Regions from separate parts of the Cricetulus griseus genome. Here regions 1 and 2 are each linked to region 3. The links are chromatin contacts, called in public Hi-C maps. All regions are on one chromosome and are shown on one strand. The core of a region is the stretch at or near the end of the contact, and the rest is flanking DNA. Distances in the headings are between cores, read along the strand shown. Region 1 overlaps Itpr1 (inositol 1,4,5-trisphosphate receptor type 1). Region 2 overlaps Itpr1 (inositol 1,4,5-trisphosphate receptor type 1). Region 3 holds the start of Bhlhe40 (class E basic helix-loop-helix protein 40).

Evidence for each region. A called contact is a pair of places that touch in the nucleus more often than the background predicts.
Region 1: a contact with region 3 is called in a Hi-C map of fibroblasts, with 3 times the contacts expected there. The contact joins the enhancer-like site here to the promoter of Bhlhe40 in region 3. A contact is called at or near these places in 4 of 8 Hi-C or Micro-C datasets (the CHK-Q cell line, the CHO-K1 cell line, fibroblasts and 1 more).
Region 2: a Hi-C map of the CHO-K1 cell line shows a contact between it and region 3, with 2.4 times the contacts expected there. The contact joins the enhancer-like site here to the promoter of Bhlhe40 in region 3. A contact is called at or near these places in 2 of 8 Hi-C or Micro-C datasets (the CHO-K1 cell line and fibroblasts).

Annotation. Positions count from the first base shown.
Region 1 is chr8:36,067,966-36,071,381 of CriGri-PICRH-1.0, forward strand. The region is part of intron 39 of Itpr1 (inositol 1,4,5-trisphosphate receptor type 1); the gene reads right to left. Among named protein-coding and RNA genes, the nearest start is that of Itpr1, 220 kb to the right of the region's middle. Within about 2 kb of position 1,771, at least 3 of the 6 cell types and tissues checked have open chromatin away from gene starts, as enhancers often do.
Region 2 is chr8:36,050,234-36,053,363 of CriGri-PICRH-1.0, forward strand. The region is part of intron 43 of Itpr1 (inositol 1,4,5-trisphosphate receptor type 1); the gene reads right to left. Among named protein-coding and RNA genes, the nearest start is that of Bhlhe40, 220 kb to the left of the region's middle. Within about 2 kb of position 1,403, at least 5 of the 6 cell types and tissues checked have open chromatin away from gene starts, as enhancers often do. A contact at or near this core is called in the CHO-K1 cell line and fibroblasts, where this site is marked.
Region 3 is chr8:35,828,899-35,832,130 of CriGri-PICRH-1.0, forward strand. Bhlhe40 (class E basic helix-loop-helix protein 40) reads right to left here and starts at 1,328. Exons shown (of 5, transcript XM_035448635.1): 1 at 926-1,328; 2 at 690-759; 3 at 307-414. The coding sequence starts at 1,005.

The sequences.
Region 1 (3,416 bases), core at 521-3,020, 240 kb after region 3:
TGGGCTTCTACCGCCTCAACTGTTCAGGAAGACTGGAGCATTGCTGGGATTCTATCCAGCTAAAGTATCAAATAATGCATAGTCTATTGTCAGCAAACTTCATTTTTAAAATCCTAACAGCCCCAAGTTCCCTAAACAACCTAACTTGCTTTCGGGCATGGCAGAGACCTAACCAAACCAGGAATGTAAGTAGGTAAAACAAGCAACATCTCACACCAACACTTGCTTCTCTGATGATATGAAGTCACAGTTCCTTGGGAATAAGCTGATTTTATGGAAGTAAGATGCAATCCTGATAAGTATAATCATAAAGTATACAAGTTCCAAAAATAGCTATGTAAATATGATACCAATATAAGTAAAGAGTAGGGTCTGATAAATGAATTTAGTTTTTTTTCAGCCAGTTATTATTATCATTTTGCTTGAATGCTAAGATTTCAGTTCACATTTTAAGAAATAAAATTTTAAGACCTAAATATTCTAGGTTTTATTTCTCCTCCTAGTACATGCTGCTGACATCTCTAATTACAGTGAAATCTTCAAAGCTGGTGGGTGATTAACAAGCCTTGTTACGAACCTGAAAACCAAGTAGTGTCCCAGACTGCTTTGTCATTGATCCTTTGATTGTAAGTCTTCCCAGGTCATTCAGGGAAGTTCAGTCAGATGTAATTTAATAGACTCAAATGACCAGCGAACATTTAAGTAGAAATTAGTACATTGAGTTTCTGAGCCCTCAATGTCCTTCCTGGGTGAGGTCAATAATCAGGGCATCCTAACTTGATGTCAATCAAGCAAGCAATAGGCTATGTGCATAGAAGATACTCATGTGCCTACTTTATATATAAAGTACCTGATTTCTTATGGAGGGATGCACATCTGTCATGCCTTGTAATTCTTAAGGAAGCCCATAGACTGCTTAGGTTATTTCTGGTGTTTGCAATTCAGCAACCCCCTCACACCTGTCCATTTCTCCATCCATTCCTTTTATGTGTGTCTATTATTGGACCAGCAGAGAGCAGAGCCCGTGAATAGGCTTTGCTTTCTACTTTCCTTAACAGGAATTCTTCTACGGCCCCAAGGCATCCATGATTTTCTGGTAAACACAATGTTTCCATGTGGACCATCCTGGAAGAAACTGAATACAAGTCAAGACATGTATGATAGATTGATATATCAGGGCAGCAAAAAGGATTTATCTTTTCTGGCCCCCTAAATCAGCACTCAGTTGCTTTTTAATCTACTTATAACCTCAGGGGAAGGAAACAAAACAGGAGTGAATGAGCCTGCAAACATGTTAACCAGGCCCCCTCCTTTATCAGCCTTCGGAACCCTTCATTAACAGAAAGAAAGCTGAGACAAAAATAGAAGTCATCTAGCATTTACAAGAACAATCTTAAATATTCACATCTACAAGTCTCTTTTTAAACGTATTTGCTTTTAGAAGCAAATATAAGTTAAAAATTATATGACTCCACCCATGTAGTTTGATGCATATCTTACAGAGAGACTTATTCAGAACTCTCTCTGTGGTCCATTATTTAAAAATGCAATCTGGCTTGACTCAATTACACCACTTCAGGCATTCTGAATAATCTCAGCAGAAAGAAAGAAAGAAAGAAAGAAAGAAAGAAAGAAAGAAAGAAAGAAAGAAAGAAATTAAGAAAGAAAGAAAGAAAGAAAGAAAGAAAGAAAGAAAGAAAGAGTCAAAAGAGTAAAAGCCCTGAGCAGACTCCACAGTGGCTTCTGTATGCTTCGAGGAGAGCTTGCTCTGTGGTTGCCAGTGTCTAAGAGTAAACACTCCCGCTGCACTTATTGGCAATTACTGCTGAAGGTCGCACATCAGCAGTGAGCCTAAATTCCAGGAAAAAAAGAAAGGTCTTATGTAACGGCTGCCTGAATGCTGGCAGGTGCCCAACTCAGCAGTTCACAGCAATGCAAAAAAGTAGGACGCCTCCACCGGGGTTGGACGTCATGAGCACGCCCCCTGAAGGTGAAATCTAACAATTCTTAAGTTTCTCTGTCTCCCCCCTCAGCCTTCGCACATCCTGAATTTTACAAAGTTTCTTGTCTGTGGCATCATCGGCTTGGAGGAGGAGCTGGAGGTGAGAGAAGCTAAGGGCACAATAAAAATAAAACCAGGTTACAGCTACCCTGGGTGACACGAAATGTCTGTCTAGTATTTTTTTTTTCCTTTCATTTTACAGTACAGGAAAGCAAAGTTGCTAGCTGTCACCAGAGGCTCCGAGGGACAGTAAGTAATTTGGTGCAGATCACATCTCAAATGGAAACTAATAGGCATGTCCAGTGAACTACATTGCACACCAGACTCATTTTCAAGGACAAAGGGAGGAAACCCAGGTGGACCACTCTGGTTAGTCACCACTTCCGCCTTAACTCCTAGGACGTTCTCAACAGGCATGGCACTTCTTAGTTTAGAAAAGTGAACCCTCTCCTTCCCTGAGGCTATGCATTGGATTCTTGCCCGACCTCTGAAGTGACTATTTGACCTTCTGGCTTAGGGAAAAGTCCCCAGATGATGCTTGCCCATAATTCCATGTAATTTCTATCATGTTTTATGACAGACTGGAATAACTTTTATATTAATTTGTATAGTCTCTCTAGCAAATCTCAGTAGGGAAGATACTGTGTCTATTAGGGGGCACACTGTATCCAGCCCTTAACACAGTGCCTTCAACCTAACAGGTTTACATCTTTAGCATCAGCTGGTGGCCATTTATGGCCAGTGAGGGAGCTTTCTATATCTTTACTGGGGGGAGGGGGGCAGTGTGTATACTCTCAAGTAACACTCCATCAAGCTTAACACAATTCAGGTAGTTTCCTTTTTCTATGCTCCAATCCCCTGGCCCTGGCTGTTCTTCCTATCTCCAGTGGACAAGACCAAGTCAGGAGTAAGGATGGAGACTACCTCTTTACTTGCCAAGAAACAACACAAACACCAACATCAACACCAACACCCTCCAGTTTCTGGTGTCAAGTGAAATTTTACTCTAGGAGGCATCTGGGGAGGGCTCATACAATGCACGTTCCTTATGAGGAGTTTATGCCTCTGTCCTTTTTTACCCTCTTCCACAAAGTCCTGACATGGATGCAGAAGGCCTTAGGCTTTTTCTTTTTTTCTAAGTTGTTTGCAGCACGTATTTCTTGACATGCTCAACTGGTCTTTATCATCAAAAGGCAGTGGCCTTCACCAATGAGGAGATGGAGGGACGAGGCATGCCTAATACTTTCCCCCCACCACATTCAGGATTCGGGATTGAGCTGGTAGGAGCTCTCATTAAACTTCTGTAGAAACTCAGCTATGGATGACAGCTTCCACTAGCACACACTGGCGAGAGGACTGGAGGTGGGGGGGGGGCATGCACCACAGGGGCTGAGGTAGTTTCCAGAATGGGCTG
Region 2 (3,130 bases), core at 153-2,652, 220 kb after region 3:
CTGACTTCTTTTACTCAGTCTCCATGTGTGTTCCCAGGTTACTCATTCATCACTAGCTTTGCCCATTTTCATTGCGGAGTTCCTGCTGCATGGATGTACTATGGCTGTTTTGGCTTATCGCTATTACTTTCAATAATTATTTTCACAACTTGAAGATGACTCCAGAAATGGACTGCCTGGGGGAAATAACTAATACTGTTTAAAAAAAAATAGAAGAGAAAAAAAGTCTTGATTTAAAGCTGCAAGGGACCCAGACATCCCTGTCTGTTTCTTAAACTTGACTGACAGGGGAACAGGGGCTGGAGGACAGATTTTCGAACCTCACATGATCCTGGATTTGAAAGCTGCTTTCATTATGAATCTTATGTAATGCAGGTAGGAGACCCTTAGGGAGGTGTCACAGCACCTTAAATGTAAGGGCTGTCAACCCTCTCCAGACAGACCATATGTGAGTCTAAAGCACACAGGTCAGCCTGCTTCCCTCCATCCTTCCTACAGTCTGCCACTAGCACAAACAATGCTAGGAAAGCCACCTGACCACAGAGTCCCATCCTTTTGCATCACACAGAACAGGAAGTGGTAATGGGCAGTGAGTTCCAGTTAGGGTGACCCTGTCTTCCATGGCTCTCAGCGTTTATTTTAGCAATCATTAATAGCCGTCACTTCAGTCTTAACCAAAGGCAGACTCGCCTCCCAGCTGGGCATTTACTACTTTGAACCAGTTTCTTTACAGCAAGACCAAACTCTGAATCACCCTCCCTGGGGCTTTAGGGTTCCTGTCCTCAGCTGGTCCCAGATATGACCCTAGTTCTACATCATTTTCTCCAGAGAAAAGAAAAGTTTGGGGCAAAGGGGGATCTCCCAAGTCAAGTCCATACTAGAAGAAGAATTTCTGGAACCATAGGCCCGATACCATGTAGTGCATCAGACTGGGCCCCTAGAGAAGGGGGTGGGGCAGAGGGACCATAAATGGGCGCCTGAAGGCTAAGTCCTTGCATAATGGCAAAAAGCCTACTGGTTACCCACAGCCCAGCCCTTCACTCATCAAAGTCCTGGATCCCTGGAGAGGGAGCGAGAAAGTGGTTCTACCCCGAGAGTGGCTGACCAGGACTCTGTTGCAGCATCTCATCTTCAGCCAAAGCGTGTGAGTCATGAGTGTGTGAAAACATGGAACTAATATTCATAATTACTGCACAAGATAAAGAACTGGAAGGAAAAGCAGCTTCTGTCTGCCTTGCCATCACCGTCAGGGGTATGCTGTGAAAAAACGGGGCATCTTGCCAGAACCCCAGATTCCACCTCAGCAGTGAGCCTTGAAGCTGGCAGCCTCAGCCCTGCAAGCCGCCCTGTGCTTGCTTTATTTCCTCACCAGTGGTGGCTCAGAGCATCTACTCATCCCTAGAACAGGAAGCCTCTAGAGACAGCAGAGACTTCTGCCCTCCCACCTCCTACACACAGCCAATTAGCCAGCTTGGACTCAAGTGCCTCCGAGTCCATGCCTGGCCTCAGCAGATGGTATCCGTTTCACCCACGGTAGTCTAACCCTCTTCTCTCTTGCATCAGGGTCACAACAAGGCTTAGACTCTCTCTTACTCTTGCATCAGGGTCACAACAAGGCTTAGACTCTCTCTTACCTGCAACCCCCTCTTTTCTTTCATCTCTTAGTGAAATACATGCAGTTTAAGTGTATGGCTCAGTGTGTAAGCATGCACACAACCATGTAACTGTCACCTAGATAAAGATACAGAGTGTTTTTCTGTCGCTCAAAGGGCTCCCTTGTCCCCCCTAGAAATCCTCTCCCAAACTAGTACTATCATTATCAGAGTCATCAAGAGGGGTACAGTGCTTACTACCTTGGCTCTAAATCACTGCTATTTAACCTTTAAAATAAACAAATTTCATCATGCATATTTAAGGTATACAGCATGATATTTGTGAGGTCTGTATAAACAGTACATAACTTACTCCAGTGAAGCACATCCACCCATCCAACCATGGCCTTACATACACATTTATTTTTGTTTCTGTGGCAAGAGCAGATACAATCTGATTTTTCATAGATCTGATACACATTGCAATTTCATTACCTATATCAGTCCTTGTGCTGTGCATTAGGATACTAAACTTGTAAATTATACATATTTGCTACTTTGCAAATTTGTGTTCTTTTTTTCTCCCTCAGTGATGAGGACTGAACCTGGGGCTTTGTGCATGTGAGTTAAATGCTTTACCACTGAGATACATTAGCACCTGTTTTTTTTTACCGAAACAGGGTCTCATGGCCTTAAACTTGCTATGTAGGAGAAGTTGGCCTTGAATTTACCATCCTTCTGCATCCACTTCCCACATCCCGGCATTATAGCAAATTTGTTGTTGTTTTTGAGACAGGGTCCATAGTGATATTTTTGTTTATGATATAACAAATACAGCTTGCCTGAAGATCAGAGTGATAGCTAGCCATACAAGTTAGTCATAAAGGCCAGGCAGTGGTGGCACACACCTTTATTCCCAGCACTCAGGAGACAGAGGCAGATGGATCTCTGTTAGTTCAAGGCTACCGTGGGTCACACAAAATTGGTCCAGTATAAAAGAGAAACAGAGCTCACACAGAGGTGATCCCAGCACTTGGAGTAGTGACATGCCTTTAATCCCAGCACTAGGGAGGTTTGGATATGGCTGGGCCAAGAGAGGAATATAAGGTGGGAGGAGACAGGACCTCAGGGCAGCTTGAGAAGCAGTCAGTCTGAAGCAGTTTGAGGATGCTGTCTGAGGCAGTCAGTTTGAGGATGCAGTCTGAAGAGCAGTGCAGTCTAAGCAGTCTGAAGACAGGTCTTAGCATTGGTGGAGGTAAGAACTCTCTAGTGGCTGGCCGTTCTGCTTTTCTGACTCTGGGTTTTTATCATTAATACCAATTAGAATTTGTGCAACAAGGGTCTCTGTCTATATATAGCCCTGGCTGTCCTGGAACTCACTCTGTAGACCAGGCGGCCTTGAACTCACAGAGATCTGCCTGCCTTTGCCTCCCAAGTGTTGGAATTAAAGGTGTACACCACAATGCCCAGACAGCAAATTAATTTTTAATTACTGAATGTCTTTTTCTTCAGTTTATTTGTCCTCTGCTGATTTAGAT
Region 3 (3,232 bases), core at 78-2,577:
AAGGGCTTAATTTGTGTTTGTGTGTGCGAGTGAGCCTTTAAGTCAGAACTACAAGGCGATGGAAATTACCAAAAGGGAGCTATGCTAGTGTTGGAACCAACTTAAAGAGGCCTCAGAGAGTGATGGTTCTGCCTTTGCCTGGAAGTCCTGGGACTAGGGATGGGTTCCCTCCAACCCAGAACTACCCGGAGCTTTGATCCGCCCGTCTAGCCTGCAGTTCCTCGTGACGCCTGCAGGCGGCGAGTGACCCCCACCCGCCCTCTGGGCAGAAGAGCTGGGTTGGAGCAAGGCCAGCTTCTCACTTACTGTAAGTTTGAGGTGTTCGGGTAGAAGATCTTTCAGCTGGGCAATGCACTCGTTAATCCGGTCACGTCTCTTTTTCTCAATCAGCCGATGCGGCAATTTGTAAGTTTCCTGCAAGGAGTACGTGGAATGATGGGTGCCTGGGAAAGGGAAAGCGAAGCCTCCCTTCCTCCCCTCCCGGCAGCAGGGAAAAAATCCTGCAAGGGCGCAGATCAGAGACGCACCCAGAATCACCTTTTCTGTCCCTTCTTTCCCAAGTCACTCAGGTGTGACAATGAGCTCACCACATCTTGAACCCCCAAGCCAACCTCCAGGCAAGCAAACTTTTCTTGGAAACTCAGCGCACGCGAGGGACTAGGGAAGGGGTCCCCAGAGGATGCACCTACCTTGCTGTCTTCGCTCCGTTTTATCCCCCTTCTGGACTTGTACACTTGGTACATGTGGGCAAAATCCATCCTGTAGGGAAAGGGGACAGAAAGAGCCGTGACTCCCGAGTGTGCACTGGCTGCAGGAGCCCTACTGATGCAAGAATCCCCGTGTTCCCAGAGGTGCCCCAAGTTGAGAGAGGCGCAGAATACATAGCTAGGAGCGGAGACTTGATGGGGTCACAGTGCACACTTACCCTGACAGGTCTCCGTGCTCCAGTCCTGGCGCTTTAGGCAGGCAGGTAGGAGGTGGTTGCGCGCTGGGGATCCGCTCCATGATGCGGCGAGCCGGGGCCACTGCGCGCTCCTGTCTGCACTTAGCAGAGCGTCCGAGGGAGGACTGCCCTGGAAGGGAGGATCCGAGGGTCTCAAGGGGTATGTTCCTCTGAGCTAGCCTGAGCTCCCTTGCAATGAGCTGGGCTGCCAGGAGCCGCGGCTTTGAGGCGTCGCTTAGTTGGGGGCGTGCATGGCCGGGTGTCCCCGCGGCTTCTGGCTCCCGCTCTGCGCACAGACTGGCGGTGTGTGCTCGCTGCGCTGTCTGCGCCTTGCGAGCCAAGTGAATGAGAAGTGGGGCGGGCGGGGAGGCGGGAGGGAAGGGAGGTTGCTTAGGGCGGAGCGGGGGGGGGGAGTTGTTGGAGGGGAAGAGCCGAGGAGTAAGGAGAGGCTGCGGGCTGGGTTAAATGGGAGCGAGTGGGTGGGTAGAAGCTACGTGTTCTACCCTGTGACTCCAAGCACGTCTGGCCGCTGCCGGGGAGGGAAGGAGCGACCTGCCCGCCCTCCCCCGGCTTCATCACATGAGTCTCACGTGTTGGACAACGCTCTGGCGGCTGCGAAGTGCCCCCCCCCACCCCAACCTCGGGCCCCAGGTGTCTGCGGCTGCGGCCTCCTTTCCCCGAAAGAGGGGGTGGCAGCGCAGCCCGAGTCCTGCCCAGCTGGGTGGGGGGCACGGAAGCTGGAAGGAACTGGGGGGGAGGGGGGTTGGTAACGTGGGCGAACCTGCCCCAGGGAAATGAAGTAAGTTCCCGTCTCCTGGGAGGGAACGGGGGAGGACGGATCCGCCCGCGTCTGACTCAAGCCGGGAGAGGAATATCCCCTCGGTCGCTCCAGCCCAGCCCTCTTCCTCCTCCCCCGCCTGGCCCGCTCCTAGGAACCGGTGCGCAGCGGAGGGAGTCGTCGCCCCCCTCTTGGCCTTCCCCAGAGGCTGGGGTTTCTTTCCGTCCCCGCTTCCCAGCCCCCCCCCCTCCCCAGCGCTCACCCCAGTGTCCAGGAATTGCCCGCCTTGGGGAGGGACCGAGGGCGGGGCGGATGTCACCCCATGGGAAGCGGGCAGGCGGCCAGGCGCTAGGGCAGCCGAGGCCGCCGCCGAGCACGCCGCGCGCACCTGACCGTGGACCGTGTGAGCTGCGCCGGCCCCTCACTCTCCCGGGAGCTCAGCTCCGGGGCGCAGCCTGCGGGTGGCCCGGCACCCGACTGGCGCGCACCCATCTCCTCCCGCCTTTCAGGGTGCCTCACTGCCCCCACCCACCCTGGCTAGTCAAGCACAGAAAGATACCGGGCACAGTGCCCAGCGTTCCCTCCCTCCTCTGCCCCCTCCGGAGCAGAGGCGTCCGGGTCGCCTCCCCTCCGGCTGCAGCGTTACACAACCGCGGCGACGGCGCCTGCCCTGCAGCAGCGCGGGGCGTGACGCTTCACGTGGCCCGGACGCGGGTCGTAGCTCCGCTCGCTGCAAGCCTCTGCACCGGCATCCAAGCTGTGACCCCCGCGCACAGGGGCTGCCAGCCTGCAGGGGATCCCGCTGCTAACCAGGAACTTGGGTGGCGCTGTTTGCGGTCTATTCCAGGGCAGGAGGAGAAAAGAAGGGGAAAAAAATTTAAAAAACCTCTTGGCCTATCAGAGTGAAATCTCCACATTTATGAAGCACACATTCACTGAGCCCCTTTCCCATTGTTAGACTTCGTGCTAGAGACAGTGGAGAATCAACTGCGGATTTTGACCTTGAATTTACAGGGACCTTGGGAACGAGGCCAATCAGAAGACAGCCTTCATCAGAAAGTCTATCGGGGTCACCGGCAGAGAACAAAAGATGAGGTTTTAATTTAATACTAACCAAGACGTTTAGGTAGTAGAGGTTAACTCGCAGAGCCTTGCGTGGGGCACAAAGGGTAGCTCCAGCAGCCCCAGCTCTCAGCGATCTCGCTTAGCTCCTCCCCCCGCCCCCCACCTGCCTTGGAAAAGTCTGGTCTCTTTGACCTTCTAACAGCCCGGAGCTGGGAAAGCATCTGAAACGCAGAACCTGCGGCGCTGTGAGCTACGCTGACACGCAGCAAGGGGCCAGTGGAAATTGATGACTAAAATGAGGCCTGGCTGGGGATTTCACTGACCTCTGCGCTCCCCTGCCCTGCAAATTCGGAGAGTTGAGAGATGACTGTTAACCTTCCCCCACCGTGCTTGGGGTCAGTCACCCTGCTGCTGCGAAGTGACCTGGCTGGGGAATGGGGGGCGGG